Regions from separate parts of the Mus musculus genome. Here all the other regions are linked to region 2. A link is a contact called in public promoter capture Hi-C data. All regions are on one chromosome and are shown on one strand. Each heading gives the region's core, a stretch centred on a gene start, on an enhancer-like site or on the middle of the called end of the contact. The rest is flanking DNA. Distances are from core to core; before and after follow the strand shown.

Region 1 (2,853 bases), core at 148-2,647, 590 kb before region 2:
TCTGCAGGCAAGTCAAATGGGCCAGAGCTCTGCCACATGAGCCACCCCTGAGACAATGCCATATTGTGTGGAGGAAAACACACCGCCCTTAGCTTCCTACGGGGCCAGGTCAGTTTCTGACTCTTCTTGGGGCACATGGGCAGGTCTGTAGGTAGATGACATAGTGTGGCAGTGGTTTCAGAGAGGGGTGTGATGAAATTGGAATGTGTGTCTGGACCTTGCTGCTCTAGGGGCCTCTGCACCGTCCTTCAGTGACAGCAGACCTGTGCTTCCCCCACCCCACCCCCCACCCCCGCTTGGGCCCAGGCCACCTGGGCTCCTGCACACAGCAGACGTGTAATTAGAGGCTTCTGGGCTGGGCTGAGGCAGTACACAGGCAAGTCTGGTCCTGTGCTGGCCACCGTGGGTGCTCCTGCTACAGAGCTGGGCTCCATTACTCAGGCGGCTGCAGAAGCTGTCAGCTGCTCAGCCAAGAACCCTGATCAATGAGGGAGGAGAGACACTGTGTACAAGGACACTGGTTCATCCAAGAACATGAGGCTAGCCAGGAATTCAGAATAACAAAGTACAGCTTCCTGTGTGCTGTGCCTGAGGCGGTGCCATGGCTAGGCCAGAGGAAGGCTTGGTGCAGGCCAGAATGACACGACTCATTCTGCCTTTCACAAGAGGGGAGCGGACAAGTCATGCTGTCCCTAGGGAAGGCACTGGCTAACCCTCATGACTGTGAAGAAACCCATGGGAGGCCTGGGTTTAGATGTTTACTAAGGAATGAAGGTGCTGCCTGGATCTGTGAAGAGAATGCAGTGCACATTCCTAAGCAGCTCCATTTTGGGGGAGGGGGGGCAGATACGCGGATCCCTGTGGGTAATTGCTACAGGCTTTTGTGCTTGGGGTTCCGGGTGTCTGAACTTACAGGGTGAGAGATGACAGCATTCAAGAGGCACGCTGGCTAAGCCTCTAGCCTGACAGCAGCTCCAAGACAGGTGCCAACTAGTACTTGAAGTACATTCCTTCCCATCTGTCCCCAGCCCCCCACTCCTTACCAAAACCCCACTACTGCCATGGGGCGGTGACTTCTGAGTCACAAGGTTGCTCTGATGTAAGCTCAGGTACAGAAAAACATACACAAGTATGTTTGCTGCTTCAGATTCCAAGTAGACATCTTGAAAGCTAAGGGGAGCTTGTTTAAACGTGCGGGAGCCGCAGACTCCCCGTGGCTCGGATACAAGTATCCTGAAGTTGAATCCATACAGGTGAGACGAAGGCGAGCAAGCTCACACCCTCACAGTAAGCAGCGCTAGGCACGCCTGAACCATGTTTGTGTAGTTACAGGGAGCAAGAGGTGAGGCCAACAGTGTAGACAAATTCTGTTCTCTTCCCCTTCACCCCTCAGAGCCTCAAAAGAATGGCATGACTCACACCGAAGGGCGCAAAGGCGCCAGAACATTCTGTCAAATGACCTACACTACAAAGAAAACAAGTCCTCAAGCCATTTCTAGTTTGAAGAAATCTTATATTAGGGCAAGAATACCTCAGAGCTTTAGAGCTCAATTCAAAATGTACATTCTTGTCTTTGGGCTTTTTCTCATTTCAGGTATGGAACCTCAAGCCTCCAGCTATGCCAAGAGCGGAGACTACTCTGGAGCCAGCCAGCATCAGGACCATCTCATCAAGTGCCATGAGCACTGCATGGCTTTGCACGACAGCTTTTTAAAAGTTCCACTAGCTTTTTACAAAATGCCTGACAGAATGGCCAAATCAGTTTCTAGTTTTTATGACCAAGTATCAGTTTGCAGCTAAACAAAACATTATACAAGGATCGTGCAGATACCAACTTCCCATTTTGATAATTACCTAAGATATCACACAGGGCTGTAAAGATGGCTTAGTCGTTAAGAATACTGGCTGCTCTGCCTGAGAACCAGAGTTCAGTTCCCAGCATCCATGTAGCAGCTCATGGCTGTCAGAAACCATGATCCCACGCCATCTTTGGGCCTGTGGGCACCAGGTACTGCATGCATGCAATGCACAGACATACACAGGCAAAACTCCCAGACATATAAGTTGGAAAAAAAAAATTCAACTTGCTTGGTGTGCCGGCTGGGGAGGTATAGGTGGGCAAGTGGCTCCTGGGTGTTTTAGCAGTGTGCCATTAGCATGGGCGCCAAGGACAGTTCTTTGACCAGAAAAAACCATGAAAAGTATATCGCAAAAGTTCAAGGGAAAACACAGAAACAGGTAAGGAAATGAAGCTGGAACTAATGTAAGTACCATGGCTTCCTGTACCAGGCAATGCTCAGTGCTAGTACAAGGACACAGGCGGTTCCAGCTCGCAAGAGCCACCGCCGTTCTGGAAGAAGGGCGGTGCAGACTGCTTTCAGGCTGGAGCCTGTCATCCTAACAACTCTGAAAGCCATGTGTCTCTCCATCCCCTCCCCCGCCCCCCCTTCACTCTGGTGCCAGTTTTGGGCCCTGGCCTGTAGCTTTTAGTGTTTCTGCTAATTTCACTTCTCTGAAATGTTCCCCACACAACAGCTACTGTCATCTTTCCTAAAACAAATCACATCGTGTTCCTCTCCCACTTAGGATCTTTTGAGTTGCACCCACTGCCCTTTTCCACTGCTCAGCCTACTCGCCCGTGGCCTTCAGCTTCTGGAACGTGCCCAGCTGCTTCCTGCTTCCTGGCCTCACAGGCTTGCCTTCGTCTGCTATCACACCTTCCAAATCGCTATCTCCAACTCTGACCATCATTTCCAGGGGTCAGATGCCCTTCAGTTGCCTACCGAGTACCTTTTAAACACTTCCAAATCACATCGCCACAAACTCTCTTCTTCCCAAATCTAACACCCGACA
Region 2 (2,994 bases), core at 213-2,712:
TGTGTGTGTGGTGTGTCTGTGTCTCTGTGTGTGTCTGCTTCTGCCTCTGCCTCTTCCCTTCGACCTCAACAACAGAGAAAACTGGAAGGCAGGCTTTCACCCAGACTAGGCCATCAAAATCAAAAACGGTTTGCAATTTAGAGTGGAATTAACTCAGCAAGCAAATCCATGGAAGGAAATATCTCGCCAAAGATGATTTTATTATTGTATAGATAATCCTCTCCCTCCCCTCCCCCATCAGACTGAGACTAAAGAAACCAGTGTACACCAGACAAAAAGGTCTCTCTTTAAATGGAAAGCAATTATAAAAGCTATTTGAAATCTAACCTAGGATGTATTATTCATTTGAGCTGCACTAAATGTCTGTTTTGTAATCCACCAAGCTCACACTCACTAGTTAATCTGTTTTGTTTTGTTTAGTCTTAAGAATTGCTTTGCAGAAGGCTATTTCAAGATTCATACAAAACTACTTTTTCAGAGCCACCTTAAAATAGCAGCACATACTGAAACATTTAAAGCACCCAGTTTCTCAAGGGCACATTCTGCTGAAATCAATGTTTGAAGTCTGTAATCAAAAAAAAAAAAAAAAGTAAGCAAACCTTGGAAAAGAGACAGAGGATAATGACTATTCAACAATGAATCATTTTATTTTCATTTCAACAACTTCTCAAGCGAACAGTTTCAAAGGAAACCTGCAATACTCCCTCAACACAACACACACCCCATTCGATGTAAAACTACCTTCTTCCCATAACCCTAAAAAAATATAAAGAAAGAAAGAAGGCACCCTCCTTCAGACAGCAGAACTTAAAATCATGACAGAATTCTACGCCGCTCCAAGTGGTATTTGGTTCCCTAATTTTGGAATCACAGAGCCTGAGAAGAGAGACACAAAGGAGGAGTCTTCCTCCTAATGTGAAATGAGACTTTAATGAGTCCGTTCCCAGACCCCCACATTCACAAATATCCAAGAAATGCACAGCTTCGGGTCCTTCCCTCTCACAGTTGAGCTGCTCAGCTAGTGGCGTGTAACAGTTTAACCTCAGACTAGTTCCAGAGCGTGCCTAAGAAGCCAAGAGAGAGCAGGGGTCAAGAAGCACGTAGTACAGTCACCTGGCTCGCACAGGACCAAAGGCAGCGTCCGGCCCATGGTTCCCCGAGGGCTCGCCTCCACTCTCACCCTTCGCATTCCGCCTCGGCTTTCCCGGCCGAGCCCCACCGCCCACCCAGAGCACTCCGACCCCAGAAAGAGGGGCCGAGGAGGGGCGCCCGCGGCGCGGCGCTGACAACTTGGACACTTACCTTCCCCTCGGGCGCTACACCATCAATGAGAGGGGTGGCGGCCGGGCTCCGGGGAAAGTGCAGGGACCGGGAGGGAGGCCGCGGGGGCCGGCGGCGGACCGAGGGCGGTGGGCGCGGGGCCGAAGGGGCCGGCCCGCGGGGATGCGACACCGGGGGGCTGCGGGGCTTCCCTGCCGGGACTTCGACCTCCTCGGGTGGGCCAAGCCTTCAGCAGTGGGAGCCCAGGACCATGTCTGGTTTTGTGGATTTTTTTTTCCCAGAGGGCGAGTGGCTCCCACCGGAGGATGGTAGGGTTTTTTTTTTTTTTTCCTACCCCTCAACTAGGAGAGAAAATGAGGCGGAAACAAGGTGGGGAGCGCGTGAGGGGACGAGGCGCGGGGAAGGAGGCGGGGACCGAGGCCCGGCGGGGCGAGAGGCTGCGGAGCGCGGGGGGCGGCTCGCGAGCGTCTGTGGGAGCAGCGGCACCTCCGCGATGGTGGCGGAGCCGCGGGGCTGCTGCGCCGACCCGCCGCCCACTCCGCGCTCGGGCCCGGCCCACCTCGCAGTATCGACCATCACCATTGGTCTGTCTCTTCGTGACGTCAGTAGAGGACGGGCCAATAGGAGGCGGAAGGCGGGCCTGGGGGCGGGATGTTTGCTCCAGCTCGCTCTTCCATTTTCTTTTTTTTTTTTTTTTTTCTTTTTTTCCTCCTTTTTTTTCTTCTCTCTCTCTTTTTTTTTTTTTTTCTTCCTTTTTAATAAAATGAGCAGAAGGCAAGGCAAGGGGAGAGGCCAGGCTTTGGTGGCGGCGCGGCCGAGCCCTTAGTGCACGCTCCGGGCGGCGGCCGGAACCTGGGAGATGGGCTCCCCGCCCCAGGCGCGGCTTTGTGCTTGGTCCGCCCTGCTCGGCCACAGGCAGAGCTCCCAGCGGCCAGCCCTGTACTGACCCTCGGGATGGTCTACCTCAAGCGGGTCGGTCTTAGGGGTGGGCTTGGCGACTGTCCCCTTGCTCTTATTATTACCAGAGCCATAATTGCTTATTTCATTTAAGAGACAGATTCCTATTCCTTGAGGTTCAAGGGGAGCTACAGAGTGGATTCGAAGTTATTTGTTCTGATGGGTAGTTCATAATGTTTTAAAAATAATGTTTGACCGAAACTGAAGTGAAAAAAAAAAAAGAAAAGAAAATGTGAATTGGTGAATTGTGCTGCTTATTGATGAGAATAATAAAAGGCCTCATTAAGTAATAAAGAACAGGGCTCAACTGCTCTTTGCAGAAGACCCCACTTCGGTTACCAGCACCCACATCAGGCTGCTAAAGCTGCCTGTAACTACAGCTCTGAGAAATCCAACACTCCTCTAGCCTCCATGTGCACAAACCTACACACACACACACACACATATGACTTTAAAAAAAAATAGTAATAAAGAACAGACCATTACGACGGAGAGTCTTTTAAAGAGAGCAGTAGCTGTGCCCTGTTGGGGGAGGGGAGGCGTAGACTAGTTTCACCAAGGCCTGGTGGCTCTTACCTGTTATCTTAACACTAGAGAGCCAGAGGCAAGAAGATCTTAATTAAAGGTTAAGGCCCACCTGGTCTACAGTGTGAGTTGCAGGCCAGTCAGAGCTACATTTGGAAACTCTGTCTTAAAAATGCCAACAAAAAAGGAAAGGAAAATCCAAGTATCACCTTTAAAAAATATTACTATATT
Region 3 (2,869 bases), core at 340-2,839, 630 kb before region 2:
AAGAGACAAGGGCCTGTGTTCCCCTGGAGGCAGGTTTCACTCCTTACTTAAGTACTTGGGGTTGCAGGCATGAGCCACCAAGCCCAACACCCTCTGTGGATCTTGAAGCTCACATCTGACAAGCTGTCCTGGTCTTCTTTCTGTCACTCCAGCTTTCCGTACCTTCAAAGCTGAAGGGGCTGGCTCTGTCTTTTCCCTTTGCACATAGTGAAGAACCAGTCCATTCCACAACTCCTAAAGCAGTTGCCCAAGTTTTATTGTATATATACATGACTTAGCAATTTTTAAGAATTAAACTACTCCTACTGTAAGAATTTCCAGTTTGAAGCTGGGCGTGGTGGCACACGCCTTTAATCCCAGCATTCGGGAGGCAGAGGCAGGCGGATTTCTGAGTTCGAGGCCAGCCTGGTCTACAAAGTGAGTTCCAGGACAGCCAGGGCTACACAGAGAAACCCTGTCTCGAAAAACCAAAAAAAAAAAAAAAAAAAAAAAAAGAATTTCCAGTTTATAAGATTTCCAATATGAACCTATGATGGAGGTCAGCCAATGTATGTGAGGTATTCAATCTCCATATAGGAAGGAAAGCAAGTTTATATCCTGTCGGGGGTTTGTATAAAAAGTACTGAGACTTGCCAAACGAGCTGGCTTTCTCTGAGGTGGGTACAGATAGGACCAGGTGAGGGTGGGTCTCCCTCCTGTAAGCTGAAAGATAACTATTAAAAACTCAGGAGAGAGCCGGTGGGAGGGCTCGACAGGTAAGGGTGCTTGCCACACACCGGAGGATTTGAGTTCCATCCGAGACCTTGTAGTAAAGAAAGAACACACTAAGGCGAGTGGTCTTCTGTGAGTTTCCACGTGCACCCTTTGGCACAGGTTGAGATGCACACACAGTAACTGTCAACCCAGAAGTGTAAAAAGCTGAAATAAAATGAGATAATTAAATAATTTATCTTATCGTAGATGATAGCATTGCTCCAACCCGAGGGTGCAGTAGGACATTTTATTATTTGTGTGCATATGAGTGCAGTGCCCGTGGAGGTCAGAAGATGGCATTAGATCCTCAGGATCCGGAGTTAGGCAGTGGTGAGTCTCCCCAAATGGATGCTGGGAACCGAACCTGGGTCCTTTGCAAAACCAGCAAGAGCTCTTAAAGCTTGACACCGTCCTGTGACCCAGGGGACAGGGTGACCAGGCCTAGCTGGGAGGGACAGGCCTGGGATGACGTGGAACGAAGACTAGCAGGCCAGGGGCAAATAGAGGGGATGTCACAGTAAGGGGCAAGAAAGGCAAACGGTCCACAAAAACCGTAATGTAAGACGGCTTCCAAAAATGACTGAACTTCAGCCTGTGAATTCGCATGTGCTAGGATTACAAGTGTGGGGTTCAGGCTGTAGCCCAGCCAGGCCTCAAACTCGGAACCACTATCAACTTAAACGTCGAAGAGGCAGAGAGGGGCAATTGCGCAGGCGCCCGCAGGGTGGGCGGTACCGTTGTCTGGGGGCGAGATGGTACAAGCGCTGCGCAGCCGCAGTAGCCTCTATTCGCTCCTCCCCCCACCCCCACCCCGGGGCCTGGGCTCAGCCGGACATGACGCAGGCCGAGGCGGAAGCGAGGGGTTGTGCGCAGCCTCAGTGCGGGTGGCGCGCATGCGTGCTGGGTACACGTCGGGTGCGAGGTTCCTGCGGACTAGCGGTGGCTTCGCGTGGGTGGAGGAGGCGCGGCTGCAGGTCAGCGCCCTGGGGCTAGAGGCCGGGCTGTGATCCGCCCGCTGCCCCGGAGGGTCCCGGCTGGGCGGGCTGGGGGCAGCGGCCGCAGTGCATGCCGGGCCAGGCTCTGCACAGCATCCTCCGGGTTGGAGCGAGCGCAGTTACTGGAAGGCTTGACCAAAGTTGTGATGCGTGGGGAGCGTGCAGGGAAAGCACGCGGAAAGTGCCTCCGAGTGGCGGCTAGCTGTTCCCGGCCGCAGCAGGGCTGACCTCCTAAAGAGATAGTCCATCTTTATTAATCATTAGCAGTGTGGTCAGAGATTTAGCACCTTTGGACTCCCCCAACCCGGTCCTGACATTTTAGCAGTTTATTGGAACATCAACAACAAGAACAAAACCTTCGAAATTTACAAGTTGGTTTTTTACCAGTGAAATTGTGGATTTGGGGTTTTTTGTTTTGCTTTGCTTTTTTGTTTTGGTTTGGGTTTTTTGAGACAGGGTTTCTCTGTAACCCTGGCTATCATGGAACTCACGCTGTAGACCAGGCTGGCCTCGAACTCACAGATAGATACTCCTGTCTCTGTCTCTTCCTCCCAAGCGCTGAGACTAAAGGTGTGCGCTCGACTCGCTCCCCCTCCCCTCCCCTTCTCTCTTTCTCTTATTTCTCTTATTCTTTTCCTTCCCTCCCTCCCTCCTTCAGAGTATTTTAAGAAAACCAGCCTCTCCACAGTGTGACTGATATGCAGGGCCCGTTATGTGACCTGTCTTCGTTAGAGATTGGTCCTAAGAAAGCACAGTAAGGGAAAATGCAAAGAATACTAGCACACATTGGCAATCCCACATTTATTATTTTTTTTAAAGGATTTAGATTTTGGTTGGTTGGTGTTTGTTTGTTTGTTTGTTTGTTTTTCGAGACAGGATTTCTCTGTATAGCCCTGGCTGTCCTGGAACTCACTTTGTAGACCAGGCTGGCCTCGAACTCAGAACTCCACCTGCCTCTGCCTCCCGAGTGCTGGGATTAAAGGCATGCAAGGATTTAATTTTGATGTATCAGCATTCTGCTTGCATATATGTATGTGCAGAGGCCAGAAGAGGGCGCTGTATCCCCTGGACCTGGAGATGCAGACAATTGGGAGCAGCCCTGTGGGTGCTGGGAACTAAAC

Evidence for each region. Promoter capture Hi-C pulls out the DNA fragments that hold promoters and counts their contacts.
Region 1: a promoter capture Hi-C map of hippocampal neurons shows a contact between it and region 2, with 2.8 times the contacts expected there. The contact joins the enhancer-like site here to the promoter of Rere in region 2. A contact is called at or near these places in 3 of 39 promoter capture datasets (cranial neural crest, embryonic stem cells and hippocampal neurons), 1 of 484 Hi-C or Micro-C datasets (granulocyte-monocyte progenitors), 2 of 115 datasets of contacts at active chromatin or transcription factors (embryonic stem cells and kidney) and 2 of 9 other capture datasets (adipose tissue and macrophages).
Region 3: a contact with region 2 is called in a promoter capture Hi-C map of liver, with 8 times the contacts expected there. The contact joins the promoter of Park7 here to the promoter of Rere in region 2. A contact is called at or near these places in 15 of 39 promoter capture datasets (the 3T3-L1 cell line, the C10 cell line, the HPC-7 cell line and 11 more), 5 of 484 Hi-C or Micro-C datasets (CD4 T cells, cortical neurons, double positive thymocytes and 2 more), 7 of 115 datasets of contacts at active chromatin or transcription factors (the NIH/3T3 cell line, astrocytes, embryonic forebrain and 4 more) and 2 of 9 other capture datasets (liver and macrophages).

What each region holds. Positions count from the first base shown.
Region 1 is chr4:150,869,590-150,872,442 of GRCm38.p6, reverse strand. No RefSeq gene overlaps it. Among named protein-coding and RNA genes, the nearest start is that of Errfi1, 16 kb to the right of the region's middle. Within about 2 kb of position 1,397, at least 189 of the 459 cell types and tissues checked have an H3K27ac peak or open chromatin away from gene starts, as enhancers often do. A contact at or near this core is called in adipose tissue and hippocampal neurons, where this site is marked.
Region 2 is chr4:150,280,384-150,283,377 of GRCm38.p6, reverse strand. Rere (arginine glutamic acid dipeptide (RE) repeats) reads right to left here and starts at 1,462. Exons shown (of 23, transcript NM_001085492.1): 1 at 1,303-1,462.
Region 3 is chr4:150,908,641-150,911,509 of GRCm38.p6, reverse strand. It overlaps Park7 (Parkinson disease (autosomal recessive, early onset) 7), which reads left to right and starts at 1,589. Exons shown (of 7, transcript NM_020569.3): 1 at 1,589-1,727.